Regions from separate parts of the Canis lupus genome. Here region 2 is linked to region 1. Evidence: chromatin contacts called from public Hi-C data. All regions are on one chromosome and are shown on one strand. The core of a region is the stretch at or near the end of the contact, and the rest is flanking DNA. Distances in the headings are between cores, read along the strand shown.

Region 1 (5,072 bases), core at 1,904-4,403:
ATCATTTACAGCCCAGACCTGTGTGGCTCTGGGCAGCCATAACTCAGCCAGGAAGCATTTTCAACTTCTTCACCAGCCATTATACTTGTTTCTTAAAGCCAAGGGGTTTGCACACACTTGAATTACAACTGATGTGGGAATTCTATCTCTGAACTTCAACTCTTCAGGCTTTAAATTTGCAGTCAGTATATCCAGTTAGCCCTGGGAAGTATTTCAGACCAGAGGCACGGGGTATCATTCATCAGTGCTGAAATTGTGGTTATTGAGCAACTACAGACTGAAAGCAGTAACCATTCCGCTTATCTATGCTAGAGATTGAATTTGAGGGTAACCTTTGTATCCCATTAGATAGTGCACTGCTTAATAAGAAGAAAATAATAATTAACACAGATATAATGCTTTTTTACATGGGGGACACTGTTCTAAAGGCTTCACATACATTAACTCATTCAATCTCTGAAAAGCCCATGAGTTAATGTTATTTTCAATATTCCTCCCATTTTATGGAAGAGGAAACAGAGACAGTCAGCAAATAAATAAGCCAAACCAATAGTATGCCAGGTGGTGATTAAGCATTACACAGACAATAAAGCAAGGGAAGGGACTTGGGAATGCTAGAGGCAGGGCAGGGGCATGGTGCCATCTTAAATCAAGGGTCCAGGAAAGGCTCACCAACCTATCTACACTAAGACCTAAAGGAGGTGAGGGAGTAAAAGCATTTTAGACTTAAGAGGGAAGAAAAACCACGGAGGCCTTGAACCAGGATGGTGCCTGGTGTTCCAGGAAAAGCCAGGAGGCCAGGGGAGCAAGGAGGCAAACACAGAGATGAGACATAGAGGTAAGGAGGGAGAGCGGTAGGGACAGGAAGTAGAAACTCCAGTACTGCAGGCTTTTCCTCAGAGTGGGATGGTGACCACTAGAGGGTTCTGAGCAGAATGAAAGGATCCGACTTATGATTTATGTTTTATGTCGGGATCCCTCTGGTTGCTGTGCTGAGAAGACTGCAGGGTGGAAGGGTAGAAGCAAGGAGACTAGTCGGGGGGCTGCAGCGAGAATCCAAGCAACAGGACGATGGTGGCTGTGTACCAGAGGTGTAGAGGTAGAGCTAATGAGAAGGGTTAAGATTCTAACTACAGCTGTAGATGAGGCTGACAGAATTAGCTGACTGGCTGGATGTGGAATATGAGGGAGACAGGAGGCAAGGACACCATCAGGGCACCATCGGCTCTGGTCTGAGCACCCCAGACGCCGAGTTGAGCAGGCCTCAGAGGAGCAGGCCTGGGGCAATCAGGGGCATGAGGGGAGATCACGAATGCAAACCTGAACCTCCAACATGAGGTGCCTAACAGACATCTTCTCCGATTGAGGAGAAGCCTCTTCAGGTTGCTTCAGATTCAACTTACAAATACCAAACACCTACTGCAACGTGGCAGGCATTGTGGTTAGGAAAGTAGGGTCTGGAGTCAGATGCTGGCTTCCTTTTCAGTAAATCCTATGACCTTGGGGAAATTACTTAATCTTGCCGGGCCTCGGTTTCCCCATCCATACAACAGAGAGAGTAACATCTCTGTTCTTGAGTAGTTGTGAATGAGATAAGCTCTCAGAGCCTTGTTTATGTCAAGAGCAAACTCAATACATGTTAGCGATTCATACTATGCTGCTTCTCCTTCCTTGCTCACAACACTCTTCTCAAATGACTGGGAAATGAAGTTACCCAGGCAAGGCTGTATTAGCTAAAGCAGGGAAGGGTGAAGAACCTGCTGGAAAGACTGGACTCCTTCTACACAACACTGCCTCCCACTGCCAAAACAGTGAGTCACAGCTTGTGAACCACAGAGCAATGCTCAGAAAAGGTACGCACAGAGCAGCAAGCTTGTTTGCAAACACTTTTAAGGAAAACAAAACCAAAAGGCAGCAGGCCACTGTTTCCTGGCCTTCTGGATAGCTATCTAGGCTGTTCTCCTTAGGAGGTAGGTAAGTCTACAAGCGAGTCAGGAAACCATGGTTGTGGTTCTGGTTAGCCTGTCAGGAGCTGTGTGACCTTAGGGCAGGTTATTTTTTCTGCAGTTGGAGCCATCTCCAATGTCCCTCTCCATTCCAAAATGTAGGATTCCACTTTTAAAAAATAAAACCTTTCCAAACTCACTTTAAGCTAGCAAAAACAGGCCTAAGGTTAAGCACGACTTGGCTCAAATAAAACTCCAAAAATGAAGTGTGAAGAGGACAGAATAACACCACATTCGGTAACTTAACACTAAAAATTTGACCAGCACATCCTAAGATGGGGACTCCTTTAGTTGGAAGGACTCAGTCTGCAGGCAAACATCGAGAGTCTGGATTCAAATTCTATATGTAAAATTGTAATAAGGAAATAAAGCAAAAACACTCCGGGGGACCGAGTAAGTCTGCCTTCCACAGGCGGCTGCAAATCACTGGTGCAGTGAGGCCACAGAGAGAGACACAAGAGTGATGCGAGTGATTTTTTTTTCCTTCCGGTCTTGGGAAAAGAAACCGTGCTAAATTATAAGATTCATAGTTGCTCGGTTGCTTAAATGCTTTTTTTTTTTTTTTTTTCTGCTGTGCACAGGTGTGTTCTCCAGAAGCTCCTACGGCAAAATAATTCAGCCCCCGGAACTGGGGTGCGCGCCATACGAACGAGCGTGCGGATCAATCGAATCGCAGCCGGCAGGGCTCCCTCCGGCCCGGCGAGCCAGCGGGGTGCGGGGGGGAGGGGGGTGGAGGGCGCTGCCCCGGGAGGACCACGTGGGCGGGGGCTGGGGAGGGCCGCGCGGGCGGCGGCACCGCGCAGGGGGGCGGCGGGGAGGGGGAGCCCGGGCTGGCCTCGCGAGCGCAGGCCTCGGAGGCCCCGGCGCCCGGCCACGCCTCCGCGGGCGTCCGCGGGCAGCGCCGGGCCTCGGCGGCAGGGGCGCCCCTCCCCCCGGCCCGCTGCTCTGACCTGGGCCTCCCCCGCTCCCCACTTACCAGCCGTTGACCTCATTTTGGGAGTTCACATCCACCCCGCTCTCCACCAGTTTCTGCACCTCCCGAATGTCCCCCAAGGCCGCGGCCTCCCGCAGCCTCTCCTGCTGCTCCTTCTGCTCTAGGAGCGCGCTCATCTTCCCCTCGGGCCCAGGCCCCCGCCCGGCCGCCCCGCCCCGCCCCGCCCCGCCCCGGGCCCGTCAGCGCCGCCGCCGCCGCGGCCCGCTCCCCGCCATGCGGAGAGCGCGGGGCTCGCCCGCCCTGCTGGCGCCCGGCCCGGGGCTGCTGCTCCCGCCCGCCGCCGCCGCCGCCGCCGCCCCCCGGCTGCTCCCGGCCGCGGGCCCCAGCCTCCGCCCCGGCCGCGCCTCCTGCCGGCCGCCTCCGGGGGACCCTATTCGCAGTGACAACCCCGACCCGGAGGGTTTCCGTTCCTACCCTGGGCCGCGGCGCCCGGCCGGCTGTTTACGTAACCGCCGCACCGAGCGGCCCCGCCGTGATTCAGGCGCTATTCCTAGCGCTCCCCGCCCCGCGGCTCCGGGGGAGGAGGGCGGCGCGCGCGGAGGGCGAAGCCGGGCGGGGCGCCGGAAGAGCCCGTGCCCTGCGCAGGCTGCTGGCCGCGGCCTCAAAGACGATAATAGTAATAATAGCCGGTGCTTTCCACCACCCTAGTCCGCTGGGCTCTTTTTCCTTGTCTGAGCCGACTCCTGCCCAGCAGGATGGGGAAACGGGCTGGAAACGATCCTCCTAGTGTCCGCCCGCAGTAGCGGAGACCGATTACACTGCTCTTTCTTCTCTCGACAGTGCTGGGGACCATCCGGTTCGAATATCGCTGTTGTTTGACGGCTCACTTTAGAGAGGTCTTCTAATTTTGGCTTTCAGGGAAATATTTATATTGTGCCTGGGAGTCTATAAGCTGTAATTTCCTACTGCTCGTACATCATGGTTAAGGACTCTTCGTGAAGGCCATGTAAGGAGAGAAGAGCGTAAAGAAAAGCACCACGGAGGCTGTATATACACAGCATTTGCCCGACTCCTGCATGATCGACCTCAGGGCCTGGGTTGGCCCTGGTTTGCGCCCCCCCCCCCCCGCCCCCAACACACACACACCGTGGGAGGAAAACAGAATATTGTTTCGCTGAGCCCAGGTGCCTCGGAGAGATCTTCCCGTGTTGCACAGGATGGAACCTTGCAGATGGAGTCGGGAGGACTAAGGAAACCACCCTGGGGTGGATAGGAGAAAGGCCTGAACAAAGGGAGGAGATGAACTAGGAAGGGACGAATGTAGGCATGGAGTTTTCATTTCCCTCTCTTGGGGCTGCCCAGGGTCTGCATGACAAGCATTTTTCTTGCTACTGTTTAAGAAAAACCCATGTCTGTTTATTCTGACACAGTCATTCGCACAGTACTCAGTGCACACCAGGTGGTGCCGACTATAAACCGACTGCGCACTTCCATTGACCCCCAAGCAAATTGGAACTCAGCTTGAGCTTACATTTTTACGTGTCCCCCAATTTAAATTTTAATTCTCAGATCCAGCGTGATACTGCATCTGAGGCTGACGTGCTGCGCACTGGAATTGGGTCCTTTAACATAATTTGAGTGACACGGGAGTAGGTAGTGGCCTCTTTTTTAAAAAAGCAGTTTTAAAAAATTGGTAGTGACCGCACGACAAAGTCTGTGAAGCCTTCCTTAAAAGGATTACAGCGTGTGCCCTAAAATAACTGTTAAATCAGTGGATGTTAACATCTTCTTAAACTGGACCTCTGCTTATCTTTGACTTCAGTCTTTTTGTTATCCTCACATTAAAACACACACAACAACAACAACAAAAGCTTTCTCTGCAAACAAAACCTCTAACCCTGGCCATAACTGAATGCAACCTGATGGCTATTCTTTTACCTCATTTGTTTATACTTCCTTTGGTCTCTAATTCACTGGGTATTATTCTAGGCACTATTCTAGTCACTGAAGGTGTTGCTGCAAACAAAAGTCCCTGATTTCAAAGAATACAGTCTGGCAGGGGAGAGAGGCAAACAATAGAAGGTGATAAGTATTACAATAGAAGTAGTACAGACATATGGCACAGTTATTTG
Region 2 (4,824 bases), core at 1,981-4,480, 200 kb after region 1:
TGTGTGTTGTTGTTGGAGGGAGTGTCTCAGCGGCCGGGATTGGCTTGAGGCAGGGGATGAAAGCCTGGGGGGCCCTTTTCCTCGTTCTGCAAACCCCCTCTGTCCACATGGTCAGCCTGCGGCCGACAGGCCCTGACCAGTCCATGAACTCAGGGTCCGGGAGAGTCAGCGGCTTTTCCAACCTCTGTGCCAAATGGGATGTCAGCACGGGGGCGGAGGTGGGGGTGCAGGTCGGGGAAGGTGGCGATGACTTCATGACAACTGGCTGCCGAGCAGCTGGGGGTAGGGGGTGGGGAGCTGGGGCCTGGCAGCAGCGGCAGCGAGAGCAAACCTGCTCCGTTGGCCCCTGTGTGGGGCAGGGCCTGGGGATCACTCTGGGTGGAGGAGGCAGCCCAGCCAACGGGCTCGCGCTTCCTGGGGACTCTTTGGTTCTTTTTGTGGGGGCTGTGGCTCTGCCGGGCCTCATGGGAAGGTGGGCAGGGGAGCTCTCAAGGAGTGAGCACCCTCCAGGGGCTTTCCTGCACGATCCCATAAAGCTGACAGCAACCCCATGAGTGAAGGACCCTTATGCCTATTCTGTGGATGAGGGCACAAGCTCAGAGGCAAAGGGACATGTCTGAACCGGCCTGGGGACATGGGTTGCTGTGTTTCCTACTTCACCTCCCAGAAACAGGGGATGGGGCACAGAGTCCTCCAAACCTGCTCCTTTGTGGGTGCCTTGAAGCTTGGGTATCAGACCTTCTCTGAGTCTTCAGACCCAATGCTCCTTATCCTTCCCCAAAGGGCCTCCTTCCTGGGGAGGCCCTCCACACACCTCTCTACAATTTAGGGGGTGACAGACATCCATAACCATGCAGGGCCGGCTGCCACAAGCCAACAGAACCCCTTGCAGGTGGAGACCCTTTGTCCAAACACAGGCCAGGGGCTGGGCCTAATTCAAGCACCTGGCCTTGGTGTAGGCCAGGCTGCCTTGACTCACAGGGATCAGACTTCCTTGGCTCCTTTGTGGGGTTGGAGTGGCCCCAAGATCACAGACTCGGGGGTGGGTGCGAGTACCGTCTTTGCACCCAGAAGCTGAGGTCAGCTTTCGGGATACTCTTTCTTCAGCCATTTACTAGTTTCTCATAATAATAATAACTGCCCCTGCCCAAGCTTTATAGTCCACAAAATACTTTCACAAACACTCTCTTAGTCCTCACTAGCCTTGTGATGAGGAGCCAGTACACCCATTTTACAGAAGGAGAAATGGAAGCTCAGGGAGGGAGCTTCTGTGACTAGTGTCAGATCACGGGCCAGGAAGCGGCACAGCTCCGGCCTGCCTGAGCCCCCATCCAGATCCAGTTCAAAGGCCTGAGCCCGTGTCCAAATGTGGTTCAAAGAAGTGTGGAGACCGTGGGCTGACGTCTCCAGGGCCCGACTGCACCAGCCCGCCGCACAGGGACCAGACTGCTCCCCAGGCTCCCCTCATAATATTAGAGGCTGGGGGGTGGGAAAAATGTAAAGCAGCAAAGTGACTGCTCCACGAGATAGTGGGAGTGGGAGAGGGTACTGGGGGTCCCCCGCTGCCCAAGGCCTTGGGCTCAGGCAGGGACGCGAGGGACCCGTAGGTCCTGGAATATGAGGCCATGGGCAGGATTGCCACGCTCTCATCTGGTCGTGGCAAAATGAGAAAGACAAGGACAAGGTAGTGAGGTTTTCCCAGAGTCAGACCCACAATGTGAAGCGCACTCCTTTCACTTGTACTGTGTATGTTCAATTGTGTATGTGTGTTTAAAAAGAACTTTCCTTTGACATTTCCTTTTAATGTCCTTAACTCAGCAAAATATAGACCTGGTGACCACGTCCCATCCTCAGTTGTTTTCTGGAAATGTTGGTGCCCTGAGAAATAGGACAGATGGGAGCCACCGAGCTAGCTCTAGTCCTAGGTGAGCCCTGGCATGGAGCGAGATGTTTTTTAATTGAGGGATGATGTCTGAATGGCTGGAAAAATCTCGGGGAGGGGGTTGGAGAAGAGACTGGGGTTCCTGCCCAGACAGCCCTCTGGGCCCCAGAGCCCAGGCATCCCCAGGAAACCCGAGCAGAGGAACATCTGAGTAGCTGCAAAGGGAATTCTGAGAAAGGCCTCGGGGCCAGTTCTCCGTGCCACACACCCTTAGCCTCTTCCCTGACCCGGAGCCAGGAGGAAATATTCCCTTAAACCCCACCCCTGCCTTCCCCACCCAGCCCCCCAAGGCTGCTCCAAAATAGCCCAGGCCCGGCAGGAGACGTCATGGGTCCGGCTGGCTGCCTGCCCCTCCAAGAGGACAAATATAGAGGGACACTGGATACCGACAGGAGACCCGGGACCTGGGGAGCCCCATGGCTGTGGCACTGCCTGCCCCCCTCCCATCCTTCCCAGCCCTGCACCCACTAATAGGGCAGCTGGGAGGACAGCGCCTCCTGGCCTGGCCAACCCACCCTGGGACGTGTCCCAACATGCCCAGAGCAGAGCTGGAGGCTGGCCCAAGAGGACACCAGGCCAAGCTGGGTGTGTGCATGGGGACACCTCCTCTATCCGGGGGTCTCAAAGCACTTCTATAAGCGTCACTGCCCACAGGGGACTCCCAGGAGCAGGAGAACCCGGCGTCTCCCGGGTGGAACCACTCCACCTTCTGTTCTTCCCAGCTTCCCAACGAGGCCAAAGCCATAAACCTGGGGGTGTGGGAGGCGGACAGAGGGCAGGCAGCCAGGCCAAACCCCAATAAACTGCTGGTTGGATCGAATTGCAAATAATTAGTCCTGATCACCAAAGCTGCCTCCACCCTCCACTCCCGGGAATTAAAGGTCAAAGGGCAGAGCTGCTGACGCAAATGTCAGGGGAGAAACGCGATTGGGAACAGCTGGGCTCCTGCGCCCGAGGTCAGCGGCGGCCCCGGCGCCCTGGACAAGGTGTCCCCCAGCCTGGGGCTCCCGCGCGCTCGGGAGGGGGGGGCTCCGGGGGCTCCGCTCGCTCCCCTGGTCTGGTTCGAGGGTCACCAGAACCTGCTGGGGGGGGTCCCAGAAATTCCCGGGAAATGGTGTCGCTGGGTGCTTGGAGCGAGGGGGCCGAACGGCAGCTCGGGGTCTTGGGAGATGGGACCCCCCTCCCACCCTGAAACAAGAGAAACTTCTGCCTTTTGGGCCACGGCGAGCCCCGGGGAGACCCAGGGCAGGCGCCCGCCGGCCACACCGTGTCTGTGCGCCAGGGGCGACCCCCAGCGGTCAGGGTGAGCCTGGAACTTGGGCCTCGGGCGAGGGAGCTGGGAGCTCGGCTGGGCTGGTGGCTGGGGACCCCGGGGTTCGGTTTTGGTAAGGGGGCTGCTGGCTTCAGGGGCATTTTAATACGTGCTGAGTCTTCCTAGTTGTGCCGAATCTCACCCTAAATGTCCACTGTTAGCAAATCAGCTCCACCGTGTCAAAGAATGCCCTAACCCGCCCCTCCCCCTGGCCTCCCTGCATCTATAAATAGCACCACCACCCTCCCGGTCCGGCCCTCGGGCCCTAAACCTACGAGTCATCTTCCACTCCTGCCCACACGGGGCTGGGTGCCGGCCCTGCCCCTCCTCTCGCCGCAGTCCCTCTTCCATCCTTGAGAGCCGCGGCCACTACCCAGCCTGCTGGCCTCTCACCTGGGCTACTACAGCCCCAACCAGGGCGCTGGGTCTGACCTGGGTATGTGCCCAGCCTCCTCCGCTTACTGGCTGTGTGACCTTGTGCAAGTTACTTAACTTCTCTGAGCTCAGCTTCCTCTGCTGCAGGAGGAGGATAGTAATCACAGTGCCAGCCCCATAGAGCATTGCATGAATCTACCGTAGTTTGGACATAAAGACCCTGTCACGCGGACATGCTCCGTGCATGTCAATTATTACAGGCCCTCCTTCAGGCCAATGCCTCCACTCAGGAAACCCAGGCCGGGAGCTGGAGTGAGAACTACCATTACGTGTTGCGTACCAGGTGTCTTTACAGCGTGCTACAGAGCGGGGGGGGAGTGGAAGTTCCTGGAGTCTAGAAGCTTCTCCACCACTGCCTCCATCATCACATTCCAGGACCCAGAACCAAAGACCACCTCCTGAGTCCACTGGTCCCATCTGAGGGTCTTCAGGAGTGAGTGTACCTGGGTAAGTGTTGAGGTCACTCGGCCACTGCAGATATCTTCTGGAACGAGACAACTCCAGGTCACGTTCAGCGGCCGTGAATCAGGGTGACCCATCTGCAAGGTGATGAGTGAGGCTGCGCACGTTGGCCTGGCACAGCGTCTGGGCAGAAGGCCAAGCAGGGGCGTGGCCACCAGGCAGGTGCTCCCCCTGCAGCTGCCTCGCCCCCAGGGCCCTCTCCGGGCTCCACCTCACCCACTCTGCATCCAGGCCTGCTCCCCTGTCGGCAGATGTTTTCAACGGTCCGCCCGTGACTGAGCACCTGGAGCCCATGCACTGAATTGGGCAGGCTTGCTCTGGAAAGAGATTTTCAAAGGAGACTTTTACCTACGGAGAGGGGGGAGCAGGAAAAGCAGACCATCCAGATTCGAATGTGGGCCTGTCTCTGGACACACCCTTTGTGTAAGACAGTTGCTCTCTTGGGGTCGGTTCTGCTCCTGAGACACTTGGCAATGGCAGGAGACACTTTTGTTACCACAGCCGGGGGGTGTGCCTGCGCTCCTGGCATCTAGTGGGTTGAGGCCAAGGATGCTGCTAAATATCCCACAGTGCACAGTCCAGACCACACAACAGAGAATTATGCTGCCCCAGTGTTGGCAGTGTCCGGGGCGAGACCCTGGCCTAAGCGCCGGCCCTCTGGTGGGGAAACCCC

What was found. Hi-C and Micro-C count contacts between places; a contact is called where the count stands out from the background.
Region 2: a contact with region 1 is called in a Hi-C map of skin fibroblasts, with 2.0 times the contacts expected there. The contact joins the enhancer-like site here to the promoter of ANKRD40 in region 1. A contact is called at or near these places in 4 of 9 Hi-C or Micro-C datasets (amygdala, blood, skin fibroblasts and 1 more).

Annotation. Positions count from the first base shown.
Region 1 is chr9:26,557,993-26,563,064 of UU_Cfam_GSD_1.0, forward strand. ANKRD40 (ankyrin repeat domain-containing protein 40) reads right to left here and starts at 3,154. Exons shown (of 5, transcript XM_038547689.1): 1 at 2,983-3,154. The coding sequence starts at 3,116. It overlaps LOC111097378 (a long non-coding RNA gene), which reads right to left. Exons shown (of 3, transcript XR_005364483.1): 3 at 4,097-5,072.
Region 2 is chr9:26,756,676-26,761,499 of UU_Cfam_GSD_1.0, forward strand. No RefSeq gene overlaps it. Among named protein-coding and RNA genes, the nearest start is that of TOB1, 68 kb to the left of the region's middle. Within about 2 kb of position 3,231, at least 10 of the 20 cell types and tissues checked have an H3K27ac peak or open chromatin away from gene starts, as enhancers often do.